2 separate regions of the Zea mays genome follow, and region 2 is linked to region 1. The links are chromatin contacts, called in public Hi-C maps. All regions are on one chromosome and are shown on one strand. Each heading gives the region's core, a stretch centred on a gene start, on an enhancer-like site or on the middle of the called end of the contact. The rest is flanking DNA. Distances are from core to core; before and after follow the strand shown. Region 1 holds the start of LOC100384216. Region 2 holds the start of LOC100277616.

What was found. Hi-C and Micro-C count contacts between places; a contact is called where the count stands out from the background.
Region 2: a contact with region 1 is called in a Hi-C map of tassel, with 2.2 times the contacts expected there. The contact joins the promoter of LOC100277616 here to the promoter of LOC100384216 in region 1. A contact is called at or near these places in 4 of 25 Hi-C or Micro-C datasets (bundle sheath, ear, endosperm and 1 more).

The regions. Positions count from the first base shown.
Region 1 is chr1:16,033,520-16,036,229 of Zm-B73-REFERENCE-NAM-5.0, forward strand. LOC100384216 reads left to right here and starts at 1,453. Exons shown (of 1, transcript XM_020545207.3): 1 at 1,453-2,710. The coding sequence starts at 1,865.
Region 2 is chr1:16,179,059-16,181,843 of Zm-B73-REFERENCE-NAM-5.0, forward strand. LOC100277616 reads right to left here and starts at 1,447. Exons shown (of 1, transcript NM_001374018.1): 1 at 58-1,447. The coding sequence starts at 1,222. The coding sequence ends at 272.

The sequences.
Region 1 (2,710 bases), core at 203-2,702:
GGTCTACAAAGAGGCACGCCCCGTGGAGCCCATTTGGCAACTAAACTGCCCAAGGGCTGGACGGCCGCCGGCCGGCCTCGGCGCGCGTGGCCCCTCGAGAATCCAACGGCCGGCCATGTTGGGCCCGCGCCGTCCCGCCCACCAGATCTGCGGTGTAGCCCATGGATCCTCCAACTCTACGGGCGCCCAACAAACCGCATCGCGTCCCTCTCACGCCTGCACCTGCACCGCACGCACCCAGATCGGAACAAAAGCTGCTGAGTGCTGACCCAACCACAACCAGTATTTAAGAGTGCGTTTGGTTGCAATGATAGGATGGGACGGGATGAAACGATCCCTCGAATAAAGTTGTTTGGTTTAGCTCAAGAATTGAGACATGACTATTTCAGTGTTGTTCCCAGTTGTCTTAGTTATCTCTCAAAATTAGAGGGACGAGAGAGGACGCCAGGGGACGTCCCTGTCCTTGATGTCCCGTAACCAAACGCACCCTAAGTCGTTTTTCATGGATCAACATTAGTAAGCTTGTGGACTCAAGAATTTGTGCGCTTGTAACTATGCACGTAATCTAGCTGCTCTAATAAGTACTACCTCCATACCAAAATATAAGTTATTTTAAGATTTTTGGAAAGTTAAAGTTTTTAAAGTTTAAATGAAAGTACAGCAAGAATTTTAAAGATTTATAACACAAAATAAATATAGTATGAAAACATATATAGGTCCTGTTTGACACAACTTATTTTTAGCTTTTTCATAAATTTAAGCAGAAGTTCTGCCAAACAGGTAGCTTCTGCAATAGCTTATCAGTTTAGCTGCTTCACAGAATACACTAAAAGCAGCCAACAAACAGAAGTTGCTTTTCACCAGCTTATCAGATAAGCTGCTTTTTCAACAAGCTGTAGCTGTGCCAAACAGGGTCTTAATGGAGAATATAATAATAAACATTTAATATCATAAATGTTATTATTTCATTATATAAATTTGGTTAACTTTTAAAAACTTTAACTCTCAAAATTTTTTGGATTGATTTATATTTTGGAGCGGAGTGAGTAAAAAAATCGGACTAGGCGCGGATGATGATAGCACACGGAAATGTTTGGGCCGGCGTGTCGGCGACCCATTTCCTCAGCATTGATTTCGTTTTATTGTGGGCGAGGTCCGTGTGTCTCTGTGTGCGCAACACTCCAACCCGCGCATTAAAAAAGCGTCCTCCATCCCGCTAGATCCAGCCAATGGGCGACGCCCACCGTTCCCACCGGCGGTGTCCGGTCGATCCGGCCCCCCGCGCAACAGGAACCGATAAGCCCAATGTCCCGACAAGCACCTCAGCCGCCACGTGCCGGTCCACGCCCGGGCATCTCGCTCCCGATAAGGGCTTGTTCGGTTCTACCCTAATCCATATGGATTGAGGGGGATTGAGGGGGTTTCAATCCCTAGTAAATCAAAATCTCTCCCAATCCGTATCAATCCCCTCCAATCCATATGGATTGAAAATAACCGAACAAGCCCTAAGGCAGTACAGTGCGGGTGTGTGGCCACGCCACCAACCTCCCGTATAAATATTTCACTTACCCCCTCGAGATCCAGAAGAATCGCACACTCCGCCTTGCTTCACACTCGTCACCCTTTTCCCGTTTCGAGGACCCGGAGCGCTGCGCTTTTGTGCCCTCGGTTGGGATTTCTGCTCGCAGGGAGTCGGAAGGAGGACGAGCTTCTGTCGGTGGACGGAGTAGGTTCTGCAGGGCCGAGATGGTGGTGCATCTGGTGCTTGCTTGAGTTGCTGCCTCGTGAGGTTCGATCGGGTTTTGCTGGTGTCTGCTAGTAAGTATAGGAGCTTAATCGGAAGGAAGCAATACTGGAGGAGACGATGAGCTTCGGTGCCGTGGACATGGAGGAGGAGAGCGGCGCCGCGGCGGCGGCCGCAGCGGTGGAGGAGATCCGGCGGCTGCCGGCCGAGGTGAACTGGGAGATGCTGGACAAGTCGCGGTTCTTCGTCCTCGGCGCTGCGCTCTTCTCGGGCGTGTCTGCGGCGCTGTACCCGGCCGTGGTGGTCAAGACGCACCTGCAGGTGGCGCCGCCGCCGCAGGCGGCCACGGCGACGGCTGCCGCCATCCTCCGGCGGGACGGCCTCCGGGGGTTCTACCGCGGGTTCGGCGCGTCGCTGGCCGGCACGGTGCCCGCGCGCGCGCTCTACATGGCGGCGCTGGAGGCCACCAAGAGCTCCGTCGGGTCGGCCGCCGTCCGGCTGGGCGTCTCGGAGCCCGCGGCGTCGGCCGCCGCCTCCGCCGCGGCCGGCGTGTCCGCGGCCGTCGCGGCGCAGGTGGTGTGGACCCCCGTGGACGTCATCAGCCAGCGGCTCATGGTCCAGACCCCGGACGCCTGCCGCTACCGCGGCGGCGCGGACGCCTTCCGGAAGATCCTCCTCGCGGACGGCGTCCGCGGCCTGTACCGCGGGTTTGGCCTGTCCATCCTCACCTACGCGCCGTCGAACGCGGTGTGGTGGTCCACCTACGCCGTGGCGCAGCGGTGCCTGTGGCGCGCCGTGGGGACCGAGCGCTCCGAGAGCTGCGCCTGCCTGATGGCCGTGCAGGGCGCGAGCGCGGCCCTGGCCGGGGGCACCGCGGCGCTGGTGACGATGCCGCTGGACACCGTGAAGACGCGGCTGCAGGTGATGGAGGCCGACGCGGCGGCGCGGCCCACGCTGGCCAGCACC
Region 2 (2,785 bases), core at 197-2,696, 150 kb after region 1:
GTGAAGGAAAACAGAGACGAGAGAAATAAAAGAAAGAAAGAAAGAAAGAGGGCAAAAGAGCATAGCGAGTTACTCCATTCAAATTAGAACTAACCACACACACACACAAGGACACGAAAAGGATCCAAGAAATATCCTCCCAGAGATCTCACGATGCGAGTACGAGTAGCAAACACTTGTTGCCCCCAACACTTGTATCTTACAGTTACTCCACCATTTTACAGTTACCCTGGCGCTCCGGAACCGGGATGAATCCCGGCAGGCAGCAAGATCACACCACCCTGGCACTCCTCCCGTGGCCAATGGCGCGGTGTCCCAGCACCACCCTCGTCGTCTCGTACACCGGCAGCTCGTCCCTGTACGCCGCCGCGGCGTCGGGGGCACCGGCCGCGAAGTTCTCGAGGTCGAACAGGTCGGAGCTGGCGTCGCTGCCCTCCTCGTCCTCGTCGTCCTCGTCGCTGTCCATCTCCATCCGGTGGAGCAGCATCCGCTCCAGCTCCGCCACCCCGACCTGCACCCTCCGCCGCTCGCCGCCGGGCGCCGCCGCCGCCGCCTCGCCGTCGTCGCTGTCCAGGAACCGCACGGTCCGCTTCGGCTGGCCCCGCGTGGACGGCGTCTTGCTGAGGCAGGAGCGCGAGTACGAGGACGCCGTGGAGCACGCGGAGGACTCCGCGCCCCGCGACGGCGGCGTCGCCGGCGCGCGCCTGCCGCTGAAGATGGTGTTCAGGAACCCCGCCAGCCGCGCGCCGGGGGACGCCGGCTTGCGGAGGTCCCTCAGCTTGGCGCGGATGTTGGCGCCGGCCTTCTTCTTCTTCTCCGGCGCGGGCGCGGGCGACGCGGCCGCGCCCACGCTCGTGCGTATGGGCCGCAGCCGCCGGTGCTGCGACGACTCCGCCTCCGACGACGAGAACCCACCGTAGCTCGAGCATTCGGAGGAGCTCGACGTGGTGGTGGCGGCGTGCGCCGCCGCCGCAGCCCTGCTGCCGCGGTAGCTCCCCGCCAGCGACGTCTTGTAGTAGTAGCTGTAGTGCAGGTCCTGGTGGCTCTGCATCTTGGTCGCTCCCGCGGCGGCGGCGGATGTTGCCCCGTCGCCGGGCTCGTCCATGGACTTGTATATGGCGTCGAGGAGCGAGGACGAGAAGGACGGCTGGTCGGCGTACCGCCTCAACCTCCCCGGCGCCGGAACCGCCGCCCCCCTGTCCTTGTCCCCCCACCTCTCCATCACAGCAGACGAACCGACACCGCAGAAAGAAGCCTGGCGTCCTGATGCAACACAAGGACAGCCTCAATGCAAGCCCCTGTCTAGCTAGGAGACAAGGAGCGAGCGGTGGTGCATGGAACAGGAGAGCTGGAGAAGAGGTCGCTTGGTGGTGGTGGCGGCTAGCGAAGCCGAGCGTGCGCGCTGTGTAGTGTCGAGCGCGGTGTGGCGAAAGGGTGGTGGAAAGCTGGGGAGGAAGAGTGGAGCGACCGGCGTGAAGATATAGCGGCGGGGCGGGGGCGGGGCGGAGGGAGGCGCCGACGTGGCGACAGGGAGGTGGAAACGAAACGGGGTGTGGCGCCCGTTGGGCGTGCGGGTGGGGACGTGGGGTCTGGATTGGGTGATGGCGATCTCTCTGCGGGTGAGCCCACGCAGACATTCACGGTCACCGGCCCCCGGTGGCGTTACCCCCCGCGGGATAGACCGTGCGCTCTGCGCTGGTACCCCTGTCTCCTCGCTGCTCTTGCAGTGCAGGGAGCAGCCGGCTCACGCGCTAGCATTTCATCCGGAGGTTACTGCTGCTGTGCTGCGTACCACCGTGTGATAAATTCGATCGTTCCTCCCGTGTCGACACCAGTCACGTCCCAGGTTTTGTTTTTTTTTTCATAACTGGCATGTATTAAGTTGAGTAATTAACAACATCTAACATGTTACATGAGGAGTAAAATGTATGAGGGGTCATCAAATTTGGCATGTTAGGTGCCGCATTGCTGAGTGATCTTGTTAGCCTTACTGCTGCTGTGATGCTACTCTGGTTTTTTTTTACTACGTCGGAGGTTTAACTCCGGTGAGGTGCGCGCGTACGTGCGTGTCATACATGTGGCCGCGCCGGCTGGACATGCAGACCGTAGACACTAGACTAGACGAGACCTTTCAACAGTCTACAGTATGCTGAACCGTACGTGAACAGAGGTGTTGCATCATGCATGGTCCGGCGCCGGATTATAACGCGAGAGTACCGAACGAGGCTTCCGTTTTCCCTCTTGCCCAGCCGGCCCGGCCCTGTACTGCCGACCGGTTTATATGCACGTATATAACAACGTACAGGTACAGAAAGTCAAGCCGGACCTTGGGAGTTATTAGCTGTAGTGTAGCAGGGCGCAATACACGATAAGCAGGCCGCGCGAAATGGGAACGAAACATTGTATCGGGACGAAACGTTGCTCGGTTTCTCCTGTTGTTATCTCTCTCTAGCTATGTGAACGAATGAATCACATGACCAAATCCCACTTCTGACTTCTTCTTCCGCTAGCTGTAAAATGCTGACGATTAATTCAGCACCGAACCGGCCGGGGCCCCCACACCCCTTTCTTCTTCCTCTCATACAAGCATCGTCGTGTGGGTGTGAATTGAACATGCATGCCGGCCTGCTGATCGAGCAAGGATCACGTGACTACACCATGCATCGAAGCTGTAGTTTTACTGTTTACGTCGACCAACACCGGCCGCGCGAGCGCGACGAACCATGCGCTACTGTCGCGTTGCCGACGAGCAGGGCGGCGGCAGACGGCGGGACGAGTACTCCTA